3 separate regions of the Gossypium hirsutum genome follow, and all the other regions are linked to region 1. A link is a contact called in public Hi-C data. All regions are on one chromosome and are shown on one strand. The core of a region is the stretch at or near the end of the contact, and the rest is flanking DNA. Distances in the headings are between cores, read along the strand shown.

Region 1 (2,578 bases), core at 56-2,555:
TCGTCATCTTCCAATCCGACATAAAGAGAAGATTAACTAGCAACATAAACATGATGTGGGCAAGTTGATTGGTTGTGGTCCAATGTTCGGCACACCGTGCACTATTTGAGTTCGACGAGGATTCGAAATGACATGGATGTTAGGGAGACGAGGATTCAAAAAGATTAGAACTCATAATACTTTTGGAGAATTTTGTATTTACGTTTTGAGGATTCTTTATTTTCGAGGTTTAGTTTTTATTTCCATCTTTTGTACTCTTCGTTATTTTGTAATTATAGTAAAATTATATTTAGCCATGGTTTTTTATTCTCTTTAGAGAGTTTTTTTCACATTAAATTTGTGTGTTCAATTTCTCAATTTCTTTCGCTATTTTTTGATATTATTTTAACGATTATGTTTTAACAAAAGTATTTTTTAACTCATTATATATAATTTCCACTGAGAAGGTTGATTGGATTGTGGAACCCTCAACTGGTTAGGCTCATGAAAGGATAACCACAATCCTTCCTAACTGCTCTCCTCTGCAACATGCACACACAGGCTTTGATGATTTATAAAGATTTCGTATACAATTATACAACATCCCTTACCCGCACAAACTTTGACATTCACAAATGTCGAGATATCTCTAAAAAATGTATTTTGTGAAATTGAAGTCGAGTTAGAACTACTTTTGAAATCCGCAATATTGTGGTTAAAATCCTTCTAGAACCCTTATATTATGGTTTAAATTTTGCTATTATTCCTTACTCTATACATAAGTTTATAGATTTAGTCCTTATAAATTAATGTGGTCATTTTAAGTTCCTATACTTTTTCGAATTTTAACATTTCAGTTATGACCAAATGGTTCATTAAGTTATTTTACTTTCAAAATCTTATACGGGAAAGATCTTATCACATGTATAATGCTATGCCAACTTACTATTTTCACATATTACTTACAAAAAAACTAGTTAATAAATTTAACGGATGGCGCTTGGGTTAAAACTAACGTTTCAAAATGTGAAAAAGTATAGGGTTTAAGAATGATCAAATTGAAGACCGTAGACTAATTACAAGACTACAAGCAAAATTGATCCAAATTAATTTAATTGCTGCCGATTGGATTAGAACTAAAAAAGTACAAGAATTAAGATGGATTAAATTAAAATATATAAATATTAAATTTACAATTTAAAACTAATATAGGGAGTAATAGCAAATTTTAACGTTGATTACAATGTTGGAGATTGGGTTTGGTTGACTAAAAGAGGGACGTCAAGTTCTGGCGTTGTCCAAGATACAGCAAATTCTCATTGTTTATGATATAGTTTTTGGGGGGACACACCACTTTGGGAGTTTGGACCCAAATCTAAACATGCAGACGATACTATGGACCACTCTGTATGGCAAAATTGGGCCCAAATAACCCTTAAAAAGAATGGGAGAAAGAAAGTTCAGGCTTTTTACAAAAGAAGAAGATTTATCTTTTTGAAGAGCGTTGTTAGTAAAACTTGATTATCAAAAGAAAATAAATGAAAGATTCATTGTTGAATATAAAGTAGGGTCAAAAATAAACCCATCATGATTCATTGTAGATCCCAACAAAAAGCAAGATTTGATTTATCATTATTATCCAAATAACACCGAAATTTCAAAGAGATCTAATCCTCCTTGATTAAGATTTGTGGGGTAACCAATGTGTTTTCCCACCATCTTGAGTGTCCCATTAAGCATGCTATGCTAATAAAATTCAATCATTAATGTCTAAATGTGGACTTATTTCTTATTTGATTGCATAGAAGTGCATGCCATGAAGAATATTTAGGGGAAAAAGAAAAAGCAAACCTTCTTTTTTGACCTCAATCTATTGAGAGGATAATTAAAGTGAAACCATAATTTATTGTACTAATTTGTCTCTAGCTCACCACAATAAACGTTGACAAGTATTTTTTTTAGTTTATCATCCTTTAATATTTATATATATTTGTTAATTTTGTCCTTCAATTTTTTTAAATTAAATTCGATCATCAAGTGCTTTCGAATTTGTATTTGTCAATTTATCTTCCTTAATGATCCATGTAATCTTTAGCTGGGGAGTCTTTACGCCATTAACATCCATAGTAGGACGCTCTTAACCATTTAGCACCACCTTCCAAGGTTTCTCGTCCAAAGACTTAATAAAGACACCCATCCATGCTTTCCAGTGGCATAGATGGAACTATCAAGTATAATGGGTCTTCAAATTGAGTTTCCTTCCATCTTTAAGCAATTCAACAACATGGTCTTTTCCTTAATCACGTTTTAATTTTTTTTTATAAAATCGTTTCTTTTACATGCATGTGCGAACGCGGCCAGTCGTTCTTCTTTGAGATAAATGACTTAATTATTATTTGATAGTAATTAACTTTTTATTAAGAAAGATATAATGATTACCATGAGATAAAATAAATCATATTAAGAGAATAAATTTATCCCAAAGAGATTAAGGATATCTTATTAGGGTAACACATTTATAACAAGGTCATTGGACGAGTACTGATCTAGTTACTTTTGTAATGGTATGTCATTGCGCAGATCTCAGTCACGATATTAT
Region 2 (2,578 bases), core at 51-2,550, 35 kb before region 1:
TCTAACTTGCAATGATAAAGAATTCAACAGAATTCCCTCAAGGTACCCATGAAGAACAGCAGAAGAACGAAGTAAGAACGAACGTTAAAAAATGAACGAAAGTCACAGAAAAGCAAGGACACTTGAGAGAAAAGTTTGAGTGAATACTCTCAAAATTATTATTGATAACTTAATAAATTACAATGAGCAAGGAGGTCTCTATTTATAGTTGAGCCTCAAAGTCCATCAAAGGCTACAATTAAAAGTTGTATACAATTAGAACTCTAAGACACAATTAGAAGCCGTATACAATTAGAACTCTAAGATTACATAATCAGATCTTCTTGGATCACTTCCCATATTTACCAGGCTCTTGGGATGGGCTTTTAATCTCTCCAGGCAACGGGCCAGTTTGGTTGGGCCAAATGACCTCCCTCAAATACGATGGATCGCACAAGTTTGTCATGGTTGCGTGCTCCCATGCGCAACCCATGACACTTGCAGGCTAGGAGTCTACCATTGATAATTTCAAATAATGAATTTGTTTTGTATAAAGAAATAACAATTTTAGTTACTTGTGCTGGTTCCGTGTTTGCTAAGGAATATTGTTCAAAGAACTATTGAGAAACTAACATATTTCTTTTGAAAATAGTGCAAAAGCTGATGAAAATGCAAGAAAACTCGCTGATGATCTCAAGGTTTGTTTGTTGCTCATGCCTTTATCTTCAATTCTACATAGTTTCTTGTTGGTTTCGGAATTGCGAGAATTGACAATATGGCTTGACCATCGTTTATACAGAGGAACTCCATAATAGGATAATTCAAATGGAGAAAGAATTAGATGGAAAACGGGCATTAGAATTGAAACTTCAGCAACTAAGAAAGAGATTGACTGTTTTGAAGCAGGTTGAGGCAAGTATTAAGAAGTTGAGAGAAATGGACATTAAGCTTGAGGAAGTAGAAGAATTATTCAGTTATTATCTTATCAGGGTGAATAAGAGCAACAATAACCTCAAGGATGCTCGCAAAGAACAGATTTAGGTGAGTTCTTTTTTAACTGACCATTTTCTTTTTAAAAATTAACTGATGCGATACTCATTCCCCATCTATGCACGTTAGCATTGCACATTAAAATTTATTTTAACTGATCATTTTCTTTTTAAAAATTGCTTCACACACTGGTGATACTCATTAAAAATATATTATTTTTTCTCCACCGTGAATTTCATATTTTTCGCAGATATTTTAAAAAATATATAATAGTGATTATACCCAAAAAAAAAAAATTCATGATAAGGGGTAAAAGGAATGGTGTTGCTGGTTAGTGAAGTGACACCAACTAGTACCATTTTTGTATATAGTTATTCTTGTAATTAATTAATATTTTTAGATTATTTATATAAAAAACCTTGGTTTGATGTTCGGCTTTGCTCGGAACGGATACAATTTACAGTTTTGGTCGGGGTTTGGTTTGTTTTTTTTACTGTTGAACAGTGAATGTCTCGATATGTATTATGTAGAGATTTGCAATAGCCTGCTGTCTGTGCTTGGTCTACTACGATAAGACCAACACCGGAAAACCTTCAGACGTGCTACTTGACCACCTTTTCCCGCCTGCATGAGCTGCTACGATTTCTTAAAAACCCAACACCGTCTCCTTCAATTACTCAAATCTAGCTCAGCTTTTCCTTTCCTTATATCCACCCAGTCTCTGCACGCCCTTGCCATCACCTTCGGCCCTTACGCCTCCCAACCCATCTTTTTATTCAACAATATCATCTCTCAGTATGCATCACTCGGGCATTTACCAGTGGCACGCAAAGTGTTTGACAATATGACCAACAGAAATACAGTATCGTTTAGTTCGATGATCACTGCCTATGGTAAATCTGGGGACCTCTGGGCCGCTTGCGAATTGTTTTCTTCGATGAGGAGTTATGGTTTTTTGCCTACTCCCTATGTGTTGGCGGGACTCTTATCGTCGCAGGCATTGAGTCTCTCTGGTGGGGTTCAATTACAAGCATTGGTTGTCAAGAATGGATTGTTCTTCGCAGATTCCTTTGTCGGTACTGCTTTGTTAGGTCTGTATGGAAGGTACGGGTGCGTTTCTGAGGCACTCCAGGCATTTGATCACATGCCGAGGAAGAGTTTGGTAACATGGAACTCAATTATTTCTTTGTGTGCACATCATGGTTTGGTTAAAGATTGTATGCTTTTGTTTCGTGAGCTCCAGAGGGTGGAGGCCTCTTTGTCTGACTCTTCATTTGTGGGCGTTTTGTCTGGCTTGAAAGGTGAGCTTGATTTGGAATTTGGAGAACAGATACATGGTTTAGTGATTAAATGTGGTTTTGATCATGAAGTTACTGTTACAAATTCTCTTATTAATGCATATGTCAAATGTGCGCAAATCTGCTTAGCAGAAAAAGTCTTTGAGGGGATGCGTATTACTGATGTTGTGTCCTGGAATACAATTATTGGAGCATTGGAAAAGGATGAACATCCTCAAAAAGCTTTAGGCTTCTTCTTCCAAATGTCCTGGGAAGGAATGATGCCAAACCATACTACTTTCGTTATTATAATTGCTTCTTGTAGTAATTTG
Region 3 (2,578 bases), core at 30-2,529, 37 kb after region 1:
TACTAAGAAAATCTTTCACTTGTCTTACCAAAACAAAACATAAGAAATTGTAGAGGCTTTCAAGCAGTGAATATTACCTTAACATCAATTCCCACAACAGCCCCACCATTCTTCAATGGACCCAAACTCTGACAAGCAACCTATAACAATATGAAAAATCCATATACAGATCAACAGGGACTCAGAAAAAGAAGAGAAGCAACTTTTTGAAGCAAAAGGGAAAAACCTGAAGCCAAGCACCAGGGGCACAACCAAGGTCAAGAACTGAAAAACCTGGCTTTATTAACTTATATTGATTCTGTATTTGAAGCAACTGAAAACCAAGCAAGAATTTATTAAAAAGAAATGAAACGATGAAAAGAAAAAGTAATGAAAACCGAAACCTTGAAAGCTGAACGAGCAACATAGCCGAGACGTTGAGCTTCCCTGTAGAAAAAATCGGGTGCTCCACCTCCACTCATCGATGCCAAATTTCTAAAACTCTCTTTGATGTAAAACCCTGCTCTGGGTTTTTTACTTTTTTCTCAAAGGCCTCGAAGCTCCCATTTGTGCTTAAGCCTGTAATTGTGGGCCGTTTTGCGAAGTGGAATTTTGAAAATCAGACGACCCTTTATCTATCAATTCAGCATTTGCCGGTCAGACCCATGGGCTTAACTTGACTTGGTTTAGCCCTAGCTTGACCCCAACCTGATATATAACGTTGGATAAAATATGTAAAGAAAGCTAGACGTGGAAGTTTGAAATTCTGTGAAACTGAAATCCATCCAAGTGCTTCTCCTTTGATCAATTGTTTAATTATCTTAGAATGACAATAAAATTTAACAGTTGATACTGCTGCACTACCATGTTGCTTCAACTCTCTTTTCTTTTCCTTTTGGTTGTCAGCTGCATCGTATCAGTTTTGAACTTCCCATCCAAATTCATTCCTCAATGGTTCCCAATTCCAGTTCATCTTGGTACTTCAATTCTGCCAACACAAACCACAGGGTTATGAGCAGTGAGTGCAAAAACAATGGCGCTCCCAAACACAAATATCAACATTTAAATATACTCTAAAAACCCAGAAGCTAATTCACCAAACTCAGGCTCAAATCGAATATGGAGACCAAACCCAGATTCTAACTCTCAATTCTAATCCCACCCATGGAGCTCAACTTCAAAAATAAAAAAAAATTTGGACCATTTCTCGATTTGTGCGTGTCATCCTTGCGCAGGGGCCATGCTAATCTTCTCTGTATCGTTCCAATTTTATCGGATGTCCCCGAGGGGACAGCCTAAGCTGGCTGCTGTTTCTATATAAACTCTTTCAATGCTTTGTTCTTAACTGATGTGGGATATCTAGTTGGTTCGCAACCAGATCATGAACTAGCCTACCTCATCCTGACTAAGTCCCAAGGTGTGGGCTGGATCAGGCCTAGGTGTCGCTCAAATCAAAATCCGTGGGCTGTTGACGTGTCACAACTCCCTCAACTGGAAGAATGGGTCCGAGTCAGCCCAGCTGATCACTAGCATATTGGCTTAGATTATTATTAAAGTTTGAATTGCTAGTGTTGTTCATGTTTCATTACACTTCTCATACAGCCTTAATAGAAGAAAAAAAGGAAGAAATTTTGGAAATAATTGGATGATTTCCAACAATCCAGATAAATGGTAAAGACAATTTAGGATGACTTCTTTTATCAAAGTCACAAATGAAAGAGCCTGGAGATCTATTTTAAATGGTTGGGAACAACCTTTTACTAAAGAATCAGGTGTCAAGATCCCAAAACCTGAAGTGCAATGGACTACAGAAGAAAAGAGGCTTGAAAGTGCTAACTTGAAAGCTTTCAATGCAATCTTTTGCGATGTAGATGGATAAGAGTTCAAACGAATCTCTAAATGCAAGATTGCAGAGAAAGCCTGGGGTGTCCTTCAAACTGCTCATGAAGGTACAAGCATAGTAAAACGATCAAAACTGTAGATGCTCACTACTAAATTTGAGAAGCTAAGACTGTAGAAGAATGAAACAGTTGGGGAATTCTATGCCAAACTCTCTGACTTATCCGACCAGGCTTTTGCCCTTGGAGATGAATACATAAACTTTAAACTGGTCAGAAGGTGCCTTCGATCATTTCTTGAAAGGTTTAGTATCAAAGCAACTACCATTGAAGAAACCAAGGACATTGATACAATGGGCATTGATGAGTTGATTAGATCCCTTCAAACCTTTGAGATCAACCTAGATGAAGCAAAGAGAAATATAAGAAAAGGAGAAAAGAGCATTGCATTACAATTTATTGAAACAATGCTCACTAAGCATGGCACTGCTATAGAAGTGATGCAAGAACAAATCACCTTAGAATCCTCAACAAGGAAAACCCAAAGGAGTTGTCATCAATGAGGAAGCTGCTAGAGATAAAAAGAAGGGAATTCAATGCCATGAATGTCATGGCTATGGACATATTTAAGAAGCCCATGCAAACACCCACTACAACAAAACTATCAAATTGCGACGAATTTCCTATGTGATGTTCAAAATAACATCACAAAAAAAATACTATAAACGTCATGAAAACAAATAATCATCACATTTAATAGT

Evidence for each region. A called contact is a pair of places that touch in the nucleus more often than the background predicts.
Region 2: a Hi-C map of leaf shows a contact between it and region 1, with 1.8 times the contacts expected there. The contact joins the promoter of LOC107955130 here to the enhancer-like site in region 1. A contact is called at or near these places in 6 of 34 Hi-C or Micro-C datasets (anther, callus and leaf).
Region 3: a contact with region 1 is called in a Hi-C map of leaf, with 2.0 times the contacts expected there. The contact joins the promoter of LOC107955133 here to the enhancer-like site in region 1. A contact is called at or near these places in 10 of 34 Hi-C or Micro-C datasets (anther, callus, cotyledon and 2 more).

What each region holds. Positions count from the first base shown.
Region 1 is chrD04:11,857,941-11,860,518 of Gossypium_hirsutum_v2.1, forward strand. No RefSeq gene overlaps it. Among protein-coding and RNA genes, the nearest start is that of LOC107955132, 16 kb to the left of the region's middle. Within about 2 kb of position 1,306, at least 3 of the 9 cell types and tissues checked have an H3K27ac peak or open chromatin away from gene starts, as enhancers often do. A contact at or near this core is called in hypocotyl and leaf, where this site is marked.
Region 2 is chrD04:11,823,283-11,825,860 of Gossypium_hirsutum_v2.1, forward strand. It overlaps LOC107955130 (pentatricopeptide repeat-containing protein At3g58590), which reads left to right and starts at 1,301. Exons shown (of 2, transcript XM_016890853.2): 1 at 1,301-2,578. The coding sequence starts at 1,598.
Region 3 is chrD04:11,894,731-11,897,308 of Gossypium_hirsutum_v2.1, forward strand. It overlaps LOC107955133 (ribosomal RNA large subunit methyltransferase E), which reads right to left and starts at 1,280. Exons shown (of 6, transcript XM_041091975.1): 1 at 844-1,280; 2 at 227-687; 3 at 78-140. The coding sequence starts at 406. It overlaps LOC121216455 (U6 spliceosomal RNA), which reads right to left and starts at 1,271; the gene lies at 1,169-1,271.